Regions from separate parts of the Sus scrofa genome. Here region 2 is linked to region 1. Evidence: chromatin contacts called from public HiChIP or PLAC-seq data. All regions are on one chromosome and are shown on one strand. The core of a region is the stretch at or near the end of the contact, and the rest is flanking DNA. Distances in the headings are between cores, read along the strand shown. Region 1 has its middle 100 kb from the start of NR3C1. Region 2 has its middle 210 kb from the start of NR3C1.

Region 1 (6,657 bases), core at 2,261-4,760:
TGACAATTCTGACAATACCAAGGGTTGGTGAGAATGTGGAGCAATTAAAACAATAATACCCTGTGTTGGATGGCCAACTGATACACCAGTTTGGAAGGTCCTTCGGCAATATTTTGTACAATTAAAATTGCAGAGAACTTTGACCAAGCAATTCCATCTCTGGGTATATGCAGAAAGCACCATGTACTAGAAATTCACTGTAGCAATGTTCCAGTAGCAAAGAACTATAAATAATCTAAATGTCTATCAATAAATGAATGGCTAAACCAACTGTGCTGTACTCACCAAAGTAACACTTACTATGCAGGAGTGAAAAGGAATGAACTAGACCACATGTGTGAGCATGAATAATTCTCAAAGCCATGATTTGCTAAGAAAACAAACCAAAGAGGGCTATGTTACAGTATTTGCACAAATTTAAAAACAGCCCAGGCAGGAATATGAGTGAAAATACGTGTGAGAATAATTGATCTCAAATTCAGGGTAGTGGTTGGTTATGGGGTCATGGTAAGGAAGTGCAAGGGAAGCTTTAAGTGAATTTGCAATTTTTTTTTTTAAAGCTGGGTATGCATGCTTGGGTGCACATTACAAACATTTTTTATAGTACTGAACTTTTTGTGATTGTGTTTGTGTCTTAGCCAGAGCTGATGGAGTGGGGTGGATATCTGACTAAACTAGACCAATCAGATTCTATCTTTTACATATTCCTAAAATATTTCTTTTTTTTTCAAAAAAAGGAAAAGGAAATAATAGCAATTGTGGCAGATAGCAGTGTTTAGCTGAGATATAGCTATCATAGATCTCACTCTTCCTTGACACCTTCTACTCAAAACCTGCTCAGTTTCTCTTGCATTAAGGTGACCATGAAACATAGCTCTAATGAATGACATATAAGCAAACATCTTCTTAGAGTTTTCTCAGAGAAAAATTTGCTTTTCTGACTAGCATAGACAGATCAAACTAGTAGCCTTGTTTTTCCCCTTTTCCTGCTTTTAACATGGATGAGATGTCTGGAGCTCTGACAGCCCTCTTGTAATCACGAGGAAAGGTCAAGCAAATCATAGCGACACCAGCCTTAACATCATTGCGTCAATGACCCAATGTCAGAAACAACTTGTCTGTAGACACTTTGCTATGTAAAAATAAATAATACTTTTCTACCTGTTTAAGACCCTGTAGATTGGAGTTTTTATCCCCCTTTGCTTTATAGGGCAACACCTGCAGCATACGAAAGTTCCCAGGCTAGGAGTCAAATCAGAGCTGTAGCTGCTGGCCTATGCCACAGTCACAGCAGTGTGAGATCCAAGCCACGCCTGAGACCTACACCACAGCTCATGGCAATGTCGGATCCTTAACCCACTGAATGAGGCAGAGATTGAACCCACATCTTCATGGATACTAGTTGGCTTTGGAACCTACTGAGCTACAATGGGAACTCCCTGGATTTTTTTTTTATTTAAGCCTTTCTGAATGATATGATCTTACGCTGTAAAGAAGTATTATTAAATTCCACCATATCCTGATTCAGTTTGCCAGTATCTCTTTTAGTGAGATCAGATTTTTATCCAATAGAAGAAGGTTGTCACCACTCTCATCTTAATGTAAATACTTACATTATTAAGATCCAAGATCAAGCTTGCTCTTCTGGCAGCCTAATAAACACTCGTGATTTATCCCAAACTTACTGTCAACAGGTCCCAACATCCTTGACTAGCAGTTTAAGGTTTATAGAGCAGTGATCCTTACAGGAGGAGGTATGATCTATTTTACTGATAAGCAGAGGCTCCCGCAGGTAAAGTTACTTTCCCTGAGGTCACACAAGTCACAGAATGCCTCAAACCCTTCTGTGAGAACATCTCTTCAGGGCTCGAAGAAGCCCCACGCCCCCATGCTTGCATTCTTAGTTATTTGGCTCAGGGATGGCTACCTGGTTGGAGCTGGACTGTTAACAGGATCGCTTTGGAATGCTTTCAGGACTGGAAACTGGCTCTGATTTCTTAGAATTCACCTCCATGCATAAAAAGTGAGACTCCAAGTCTAAATATTATTTTCGGAATGTGTTACTCTTACAGAGCTGGTGTGCACAGGTAACCAGAGATGCGAATGCCTTCTGTAGAAATTGGCGTGTTTCTCTTATTCTGTGCTCACACCTTACCTATATCCCTCCCCTGGTAAGCATTTCCATCCTGGCCCAATGCCACTGTGGCTAAGGTTCTCCATGCCTTTTCTTCTGTCTCCTGTTTCTGTCTCTCCACATTCAGCCCAACCTTTTCCTTCCTTCTTCCCTTCAAGCAGTTGTGTCCTACCACATCTCTTATTAGGAGGTAAGAAATTAAATTCTTTTCTAAATAATATGTACTCATTTTGCCTATGCATCTTCCTCTAGCCATATCTACGAAAGGAAAGCAATGGGGAGGAAAACACTCTGAGTTCCAAGAGAGGGAAAGATTTAACAAACAAATTGACTGCAAGTTATTAGGGATTGATTATATTTTCCTCCTGTGGCTATTAGTGGGTTTAAGGTAATTTTCACAAAAGGCAGAATTCAAGCATTAGGAGGAGAGATAGCTGTCTCTCTGGCAAAGAAGGGACAGCACCTGGGGCTGGGCTTCTCTGCATGTGCACAGGATTAGCCTTTGTGTAGAAACCAAAAGTTTATGCAATAACTTGGGTGGATCTTGTAATTTCATTCCTGAAGTGTGCAACAAACTTTTTCTCCTGAGAAAGCCTACATTTGAATGACATATTTGAGATCACAAGAGCCCTCAAATTTCAATTTTAATTAGCTGAAACAATCTGACATTTTTTGGTGTAGAAGCTGTGAGGCTTAATGATTATTTTCATCTCCAGAATAGTCTTTAGGAAAAACAAAATAGTTAAGGTAATTTCCATAAAGACTCACGTTCATGGCAGCAAACCGCATTGATAATTAAACCCATTTGGAGAGATGGGTATGGAATTCAACTAACATCTTGTTTCTCTGCAGGAAGCATTTCGATATCTCCCATATCGCTGACTGTCACTTGGGACTAAGAAAATTTTAGAATGTAAGAGGAAGATGGAAGAAGCTTCTTGGAAGCAAATAAAATAGCCTATTAGGTCACGGTGATCATGCAAGGAGTCCCTGTGGGTTTTGCATTGAGCTTGGCTTTATAGAAAATACAGATTGAGGCAATTAGTCCTTTCCAATTTTAAGCAAGCAGTAGCAATGGGAAGTATGCCAGGAGGGATGATTAAGGATTAAACAGCATGGGAACTTCATCAGAAGCTCCTCAGTTTTGTTGCCAGCACCTGATCTTTCTACATCAGCACCTCCTTGATTATGGAAGGTGGGGGTGCTTCTCCTGGACCCCACCCCTTAGCCCACTTACCGCTCAAGGGAAAGTTATGGAAGAGAAGGATCCTGTCTCCACCAGCTTCTAAGAGGGAACACAGCCAAGAGAGGCAGGAAGAAGCATGCTCACTTCCAACCTTTTTGGCAAGCTCAGGGGGAGCAAAAGCCATTGCCAATTCTATTTTTTAATACAGATTCAAGCAGGGTTGTGTCTACACATGCAAAGGGAAGTGCACAGTGCTCTGTGTTAAACAGCATAACACCTTTTTTTTAATTAAAAAAAAAAAGAAGCCTAAGCCTTTGCCCGACCATCCAGGTATTCGTTTTCCATATGGTTGGTCCACACGGCAGCGTGAGTCTGGAGAACCGCAGTGTCTCCTGCGGTCATAGGCAGGGGACCCAGTTGCATACCGCTCACCCCACCTATCACAGGTGGGCCAGGCACCAGCACCCGTAAAGGAACTCTCTTTCCTTCTGGAAATAAAGTTGAGCTCCTAGGTCTGGCGAACCTTGACATGCGAGGCACTTTGGTGCTCAGAGTTGGAGAGCCATCAAGGGAGAGGAAGATAACAAAGGGGAATCAGTGGGGGATAAATTAGGAGTTTGGGATTGACATATACACACTATTACATGTGAAATAGATAACCGACAAGGACCTACCTATAGCACAGGGCGCTATACTCAATATTTTTCAATAACCTATAGGGGAAAATACTCCGAAAAAGAATACATAATACAAACATGCATATATAACTGAATCACTGTGCTGTACACCTGAAACTAACACGGTATTGTAAATCAACTCTACTTCAATAAAACAAAAAAAGAAGAGGGAGGAGAGAGAGAGGAAAAGAATACTCGAGTCCCAATTCTCTCTCTAGCCTGGGAAGAGTTCCCACAGCCTGTTCCCCAATGATATTTAAAAAGTCAATTTGACATTTTCCATGAAAATTCAGACTCAACAGATCATACAGAGAGAAACACTGATTTATTTAGTTTGTACTACATTTTAACAGCCTTTTTATATTCTAGTTTTTTTTTTTTCTTCCCTTGGCTGCACTCATGGCCTATGGAAGTTCCCTGGCTGGGGATTGATCCTGCAAAGGCAAAGCCAGATGCTTAACCTGCTACACCACAGAGAGAACTCCTATTCACTGAAAATGTACCCTGGTCTGATGCCATCTCAAATAATGTCGCAATAGGCATCCTTATCCGTGGGCCTTTATATACTTGCTCAAGCTTCAGTCAAATTCTTAGAAGTGAAACTGATGGTCAAAGGGCGTTTGTCTCTTCTGAGTGTTCTGCCATGCTCAGCTGTGCCTGCTGAGTACACCGTGTGTGTTAAACAGGAGGCAGCACAGCACTGCCATCACTACAGCTTTGCCATCAGCCAGTGCCAGCTCTGCACCTCAGAGCCTGCGTGACCTTGTGTAAGTTATTGACCTTTCAAAACCAGAGTTTGCCATCTATTGACTAGAACAACACTAATCGCATATGAGGTCGCCATGGGCCAGGTACTGTTTTAAGTGCTCCGTTCATTTACTTCTCAAATAACCTTATGAGGTAGGTGCTATTCATATCTCCTTTTAGAGATGAGGAACTAGGCACAGGGAGGGCACTCAGTTTACCAGGATCACACAGCTAAGGAAGTAGTGGGGTCACTTTTCCCCCCAGGAAGCCTGGCTCCAGAGCCTATTTTTTAAATGTCCTTCTAGGGAAGGTGATGACAAAATATGATAATGAAAACAGAGGATGATATGATAATGATAATGATATATGATATTGAAAACAGAGGACAATATGCAAGTAGGTGGGGAGGTGAGAGAGAGAAGGAGAAAGAGAGAGAGAATTTAGCGTGGTATGTGGCCCTCGGTGACTTCATGCAGCCTGGCAAGAGCAGAGGTATAATGCAAAGCCTTTCTTCAAGGCACATCCCTTAAGAATGAACAAGCTGGCCTGATGGATTTCCTTAAGATTTCATTTTTATGAAGAGGAAGCCTGGGAACAGAGAAGCATGTGACTCTGGAGATCTGTTAAATCTTTTAGCCCAGAAACCAACAGAATCACAGGAATTCATACATTTCTTAGACTGGGAATTAATGGCACTGATGAAGGAAGTTGTAATGACCATGAAAGATGAACCTTCCAGCTGAGGAAGCCAAAACGGGGGGTGGGGTGGGGTGGGGTGGAGCTAGCTATGGAACACGACCTTGGCTGGGAACAGCGGACTGTCAGGCTGGACCATCTGGGGAAATTCTTTCCGATCAAGTAAAGTGTGATATTCCAGAAGGGACGGGCGGGGCTCCTGAAGAGAGAGGCAGGTTGTTTCAGGTTAAGTGCTTGACAGGCATCATCTCATTTAACCCTCACAACAGTTGTATCTGAGGTAAAAAGTTTTCCCTGTTTGACCAGTGAGGAAACTGAGGTGCAAAGAGGTGATGTGACTTGCCCAGGAATCTGCTCGTACACTTCACAGTCAGCCTGAAGAGAAGGTACACACTCCTTAGTCGCATAGAGAGCCTGGTCAGGATGACACTGATGGGGGTTTGTCAGGCGGGTAAGGGAGTAGCAGACCTCATAGCTTAAGCCTCCGTGTTGTCATCTGTGAAAATGGGTATAGGTATGGTATCTAACGCACAGGCAATTCACATAGAACACTGAGCACAGTGGCTGGTCCATGGCTGAGCACTGGAGAGATACATTAAGAACCAGACTGTGCTGACTCTTCTTCTTTTTAGAAAACTGGTATCAAAAATCACAACGGTTAAGATTAGGCCCCTTATATATAGACTGCAACTCCTTTTATTGGAATGAGTCTCCAAGTGCCTTTTGCCCAGGAAGTGGAATAAACATAGCATAGAGACCATATGTCATTAGTTCTAATGAAGCCAAGACCTTTGTTATGAACTGAGTATTTTTATCAGCAACTTGCCTGACTCCATGTCACTTCAGAACTGCCCCCTGTGGGACTGAACTGTCCCATCTACAGAAGAAGGATCCAACTCTAATTTCTAAATTATTTCTAAACTGAGAAATCTAAGGAAAATTCTAAAAATAGTCACCCTAGCAAACACAATAAACCCTTGCTTGGCTCTCACTGATAAAAGAGTTTGTCCTTGGAGTTTCCATTGTGGCTCAGCAGTAACAAACCCAACTAGTATCCACGAGGACGTGAGTTCAATCCCTGGCCTCGTTCAGTGGGTTAAAGATCCAGCATTGCTGTGAACTGTGGTGTAGGTCGTGGCTGCAGCTGTGGTGTAGGCTGGCAGATGCAGCTCTGATTTGACCCTTGGCCTGGAAACATCCATGTACCACAGGTGTGG
Region 2 (6,012 bases), core at 3,335-5,834, 110 kb after region 1:
ACATACACATGTATGTAATTTATAAGCAAACACATATACATATGTGAGGTGGTGCCAAAAGGCTTTTTGACTGATTGGGTAGTTTTCTTCCCATGCTATGAATCTGTTATCTGTATTAAAGGCTACTCTGACTCAACCCTTGAATTACTATTCTAGGATTTTTTTTTTTTGAGACATGGGAAAAACTTAGGCCAAAATTTATACCACTAAATTAAAATAAAGACAACAACAAATGAAAGCTGAAATTCTTATCATTTTTTTAATAGTTATTTCCCCAATACAATTTTTTTCCTACTGTACGGCATGGTGACCCAGTTACACATACATGTCCACATTCTATTTTCACACATTATCATGTTCCATCATAAGTGACTAGACATGGTTTCCAATGCTACACAGCAGGATCTCATTGCTAATCCACTCCAAAGCCAATAGTTTGTATCTATTAACCCCAAGCTCCCCAACCACCCGACTCCCTTCCCCTCCCCCTTGAAAGCTGAACTTCTGCTCGTCTTCCATGCTGAGCCTTTCCAAAGCCTAGGACAGTGCCTAACACATAGTAGGTGTTTGATAAATGTTTGTTGAATGAATACATGGATGAAGGAAGAACTAATTTTTCGACTAAAAATAAAATTATTTCTGTGACCTAAAACATAGCTATGAATGATCATAAATTGCATAAATGCACTAATAAATAGAACAGCTAAACCCTCACTTGACTGGATACAACCGTTAAGACCCTTATCTTGTTTCTCTGTATGACTCTCTGGTTCCTTTGCAGGCTTTGACAGTTTCTGGAAGCGGGTTGGGTGTCTTGCTTGGCAGATCCTCAGCTGCATGTAGGTCTTAATTTCATTCCCTCCTATCTTCACTGGCTCCCCTTCCATGGGGACACTCCCATCAAGCTCCTGGCTCTGGCAGCAGAAGCCAGAGTGAAATGGAAACCCCATCTTGAATGGAGTTATTTTCTCCAACTAGTCTGGGTATTGATTGAGGTTCTCTTCCTCCAAGTGATGACTGATGAAGCATGACAAGAGAAACAGGGTAGGTTCACACACTTAGGAATAACGTAGTTCCTGGAGTGTGCAGGAATGCTCAAAGAAATGTCTGCATTGGCTCCTAGAGGATGTTGCTGCTGGACTCCCTAGAGCAGAAGTTGCCAACTGGTGGCTCTAGGGTCTGGCAGTTAAGGTCAATGAAGAGTAGGCTTCCAGAGACGTGGAGGACAGAGAACTGAGGCAGCATCCAGAGGGAACGACTGCTCTTCTATTCTAGCCTAATGCTCTCAAGCAAAACCATTTTATATGAAATATTCCAATTTTTAAATGCTCACAATTAATTCATTTTAAAAGTCCCCATTGTCCCAGCTGAAGAAAACATGGCAGAGGGCCTGAATCAGCCCTGGAGCCACCTTTGCAACTTCTGGTTAGAGCTATTTTCTTCCACGGTCTCCCTAGTTCCTTCTTGGCTTGGTGTCATATTTGTTTCATATCTTTCCTTCCTCTCATCTAAAGAGCCTTAAATTAGTCCAGATTTTTTTTTCTTCATTCCTCATGGAGAGGGAACAATAGGGACCTTTTTTTTTAAAAAAAAAATATAAATAAATGTTGTTTGGAATTTAAAAAGAAAAACAACCACAAATCTGCCCTTTACGGTGGGAGAACATGGTGCAGACTTAGGAGCAAAGGAGAAGGGGGTTAGATGACAAATTGGAGTAAAAGCCAGGCGGTGTGGTTTTCCTCCTTCGCTTTGCATGCCCTCTGTGTTGATCCTTTATTCCCCCCAGTGCCCTACCTGCCCTCGGGTTTCAAGAGATCTCTCTTCCGGCTGAGCCTAGGCTGGGACCCCTTGCATCCTGGGTCAGAGGAAGCTTAAGTTCTCCCATCCCTTGTGGTGGACGTGGGTGGGTTTTGCTTAATGACAACTTCATTTTTATTTGGGAAACCACTGCTCCCCAGTGGGAAGCAGGGATGCATCCGTTCACATGTCCTGTCCTCCTCTGCCTGGGGACCTGCCCTGGGGCTCCCAGAAGAAGGTAGTTCCCCACAGGAACACTGACAACTGGCACCAAAAAAAAAAAAAAAAAAAAAAAAAGCCAGTTTCTGGGTGGGCAGAGCCAACTGGTGACCACCATGCCCAACACAGGTAACATCAATTTGGGGAAAAGGGCAGCTCTCAGAGAGGTGCGCAAGCCCCTCTAGTTCCCTCATTCTGTGGACGAGGCGGCTGAGGCTTGGAGATGCTGGGTGACCAGCCCATGGAGCACAAGTGATGGGACCTGCAGTGTGTCTTCTGCTTCTGATACAACTTAGGAGATGTGGCCATATTGGTTTGTTGGCCTTCTGCCTCAGTTGCCTTATCTGCAAAGTAATCAGGATGGTTTCTGACTCAAAGAAATTTTCTGAGAACGAATGAGTCTTATCTTCAAAGTATGCTGTGCCTTGAGAGTACAGAATGTGATTAGTAAACAGATACTGAGGAGGGTTTACATCCGGTAACATCAAGCAACACAGAGCCTTGAATCCAAGGCATCTCCTTTCATCCCAAATTATCTCAGGGACTGCAGGGCCCCCCTTGTACTAGTTCCTGGCTGCCCTGGAGAAGTTTCCAGTCATTGATTTCTGCCACAGAGAAGGGTCTTTGTCTGGTGGCTCAGAGGGGGCTGACAGACCTGGTTTTTATTCTGGGTTTGTCACTTTCTCCTCTGACCTGGGGTAAGTTACTTCAATTCTCTGTATATCAGTTTTCTCATCTGTAAAGGGAATGCATGCTTGTAGTTACCACAAGAGCAGTGAAGACAGAAGGCCATCGGGAGAGGAAATGCTTAGAATGCCGGCTGGTACACACAAAGCTCTCGGTGCCAGCCATCGAGCATGCTGATGAAGTCCCAGTGCTGGCAGTCATGTGGTACTGTTCCTGCCCAGGTGAGCTCTTGGCTACATCCTGATTTTTCGTGAGTAGGAGGAAGGACCAAAGGTGAGCACATCACTGATCAGCTGGCTCAAGACCAATGGTTGGAGGCAGTAGGGTCACCCAGCCTTGTGCTGCGTGTGCCTCCTTTCTAGTAAATGGAATGACAGTGGAGGGAAAGAGAAGGGGAGCAAGGCAGGATTGGCCTGGTGGTGGTGCTTCCTTCTGCCAGCCTGCCTCAGTGCCGACCTTGTGTGATGGTTTCTCAGAGACCCTTTATCTGAATATCTTTGGCACAGAGGTCTCCCTGACATAGCCTCCTGTGCTTTCCTCCTAGCTCCCATCACAAAATAACCCACCATTTATTTGTGTAGTTAATCGTTAACCATGTCTCCCCCACTAGACTATGAGTTCTACGAAACCAGAGACTACTTCCGTCTCCTCCACCACTGAGCAGTCACTACGCCAGTTTCTCCATGTAGTATACTCTCAATAAATATTTGCAGAGTAAATGAAAACATGAATCTGTCACAAACTTTCTGGTTCTCTTTGTATCTGGGAACATGAAGCAGGATTCAGTTTGTGACAAACTGCCCCCACCGAGTTAGGTGGTCCTGGCTGGAACCTTCATTTCTCCTCCAGAAGAAATTCCTACATGAGGCAGAGGCTGCACACACAATGACACTTATCATTGGGAGTAATGCTGCCTTGCTCCATCTGGGTTAACCATGACACCAGCCTTTGGCCCCATCAACCCAATCAGGCAAGGATTCATTCAACTTGGCCAGGCTTTGGGAACGCAGTGAGAAGTTAGACAAGGTGCTGATCCTCAGAGAATTCATTCACCTTCTAATGGAGGAGTGCTAACATGAAAAAGTATAAAATATAATACCGGGGAGTGATGGGAACCAAGTGGAAAATAAAAGACGGCGAGGTGATACGTGTGCTCGTGGCTGAGGGGTGGAAGGGGTCACACAGAACTGGGTGCTCAGGGGAGGTCTGGAGGATGAACTGAGACCCCAGTGACAACAGGAACCAATCCTGTGAGGATCTGAGTGGAGAGCATTCCAGGAAGAGGAGGAGGGAAAGGCTTGAAGGGATGAGCTTCATATGTTTGAGGAATGGAGACAGTAACACAGGAGCATATGGAGTGTCCATGGGATAGAAGGACATCAGTCAGACAGGTGGGGCGGCCCTGGATCCTGTAGGATAAGGCATCCATACCTCATCATGAGTGTGATGGGAAGACTGTGGAGGGTTTAGCAGGGGGGAATTTAGCAGGGGCGCCAGCAGCAGGGTGGGTTGCTGAGAATGGGCAGCAAAAGCAAGCATGTTTTGGTGGTGCAGGGGAGAAATGGAGAAGGTGTGGACTAGAAAAGCAGCTGTGGTCAGGGGAAGATGGAGGTCCCTGCTGGTGAAACAGACAGGGAAAAAGTGGAATCAATGCTGATTCCTAAGGGTGGTTTGGGCAACTGGGTGAATGATGGTGCCATTTACTCATTTGGGGGAAACTTCCACAAAGTTTTGCTTTGTTCCAGTCTCAGGCACTCATATGCTGGTCATTTGGAGATGTTGGCTACGCAAGATTGGAGCTCGGTGGAGAGGTCTAGCGCTAGGGGAGCTGTGGTCATCAGCATGTGATGGTACTTCAATCTGCAGTTCTGAATGAGATCATTGATGGGAAGCACTGAAATTATGAATCACAGAAGGGAAGGAGGTCAACACCATGAATATTTCAGCCCATAATTTATGCTGATTTGTTTAGTCCAAGGTCTGAATCAGCTGGATTGCCTTCTCCGTTTGTCACTGGACTTGGCTTCTGTACCCCTGAAGAGTCACATGTTTTTATTAGTTAGGTATTTGGTATAGAAATTGTTACTGTAAGCTATCCGTAATCACATTCTAGAAATCAGTTGGCGGGTAACAGATGCACATATGACCAAAGGAAATGCCAAAAACCCACTTCCCATGGTTGTTCCCCTGCGTGTACACATCTATTTTTAACACTCCTGATTGCAAGGCAAAGCCCCAGGCACTTGAGGGAACTGTCTTTCCCAACAGGGACCCACGGCAACCGGACACAGAGAGTGGTGTGCCCTTGTGCGCCAACATTTTCTGCTGTTGATTTGGCAATGGAACTCAAACCGCAAGGAAATTTAAGAATGACCTTTGGTAGCTTTTGTGTGTGTGTGTGTGTGTGTGTGTATGTGTGTGTGTGTGCAGGGAGACAGTGAGGCTGCAGAAAACCAGTTTGATAATTCTAAGAGTTTCCTAACATGTCAAAATTTCTCAGAAAGCTTTGCTAATTTAGGACTTTTTGACTAATTATCAGAAGTATTTAGTCATCTCTTTCCTAAGAGCTCATGCTCAATAAACTCTCTGCTAAGTGGATTTCAATCTTTTCTAACATGTGGTAGGTTTTGACCCAATAACCTGAGAGGGAAACCTTGAGATTCAAATCCTAAAAGGTCCCTGCTGAATCCCTGGAGCTGTGTTTCCATGGCTCCCAAATGCCTAATTGAAAAGCTAATTATCCTTTAACAAATGCCTTGAACTAGCTACAAACAAACGGTTTGTTTAGGGGGTCAAAAGCAGCTATTTCAGTTAAGTGGTGCAGCTTAAATGTAGCCTGTTTTGTCATCAGAAGCCCTTGGGTTGAATTCAGACTCTAAAACTGACTGGTTCTATTATTGAGGGAAAGTCACCAAATATTTTTGGTCTTTTGTTTCATTGTCTGTAAAATGCGTATTACAGTCATAGCTACTCCAGAGTCCTATAAAGACTAAAATGTGCTTTATAAACCACTGAGCGCCATATAAATCTTGAGATAGCGGAGAATGCTGTCATTCCTCTCTTGTTCAGCACTATTGGAAATAGGTAGTGGCTTAGAGGGGGAGTTCTCTTCTCCAAGGATCTGCTGAGTTCGTGTTTCTCAACCACGACAATCTGGGCTTTAGGTGTCACATCTCAATCCATCAGGCGGGATACGGGTGAATCTGAATCTGTATCATGGCAACTCAGTATGGTCCATTAAGAACTCAGTGACCTTGGTTATGGCAGGTGAGGAGGAATCGAGCATCTTTTGGCCTCTGTCACACAAAA

Evidence for each region. HiChIP or PLAC-seq counts read pairs in DNA pulled down with a chosen protein or histone mark.
Region 2: an H3K27ac HiChIP or PLAC-seq map of alveolar macrophages shows a contact between it and region 1. The contact joins two enhancer-like sites. A contact is called at or near these places in 3 of 47 Hi-C or Micro-C datasets (adipocytes, embryonic fibroblasts and skeletal muscle) and 2 of 2 datasets of contacts at active chromatin or transcription factors (alveolar macrophages and skeletal muscle).

Annotation. Positions count from the first base shown.
Region 1 is chr2:145,030,036-145,036,692 of Sscrofa11.1, forward strand. No RefSeq gene overlaps it. Among named protein-coding and RNA genes, the nearest start is that of NR3C1, 100 kb to the left of the region's middle. Within about 2 kb of position 3,511, at least 5 of the 83 cell types and tissues checked have an H3K27ac peak or open chromatin away from gene starts, as enhancers often do. A contact at or near this core is called in alveolar macrophages, where this site is marked.
Region 2 is chr2:145,140,232-145,146,243 of Sscrofa11.1, forward strand. No RefSeq gene overlaps it. Among named protein-coding and RNA genes, the nearest start is that of NR3C1, 210 kb to the left of the region's middle. Within about 2 kb of position 4,585, at least 13 of the 83 cell types and tissues checked have an H3K27ac peak or open chromatin away from gene starts, as enhancers often do. A contact at or near this core is called in alveolar macrophages, where this site is marked.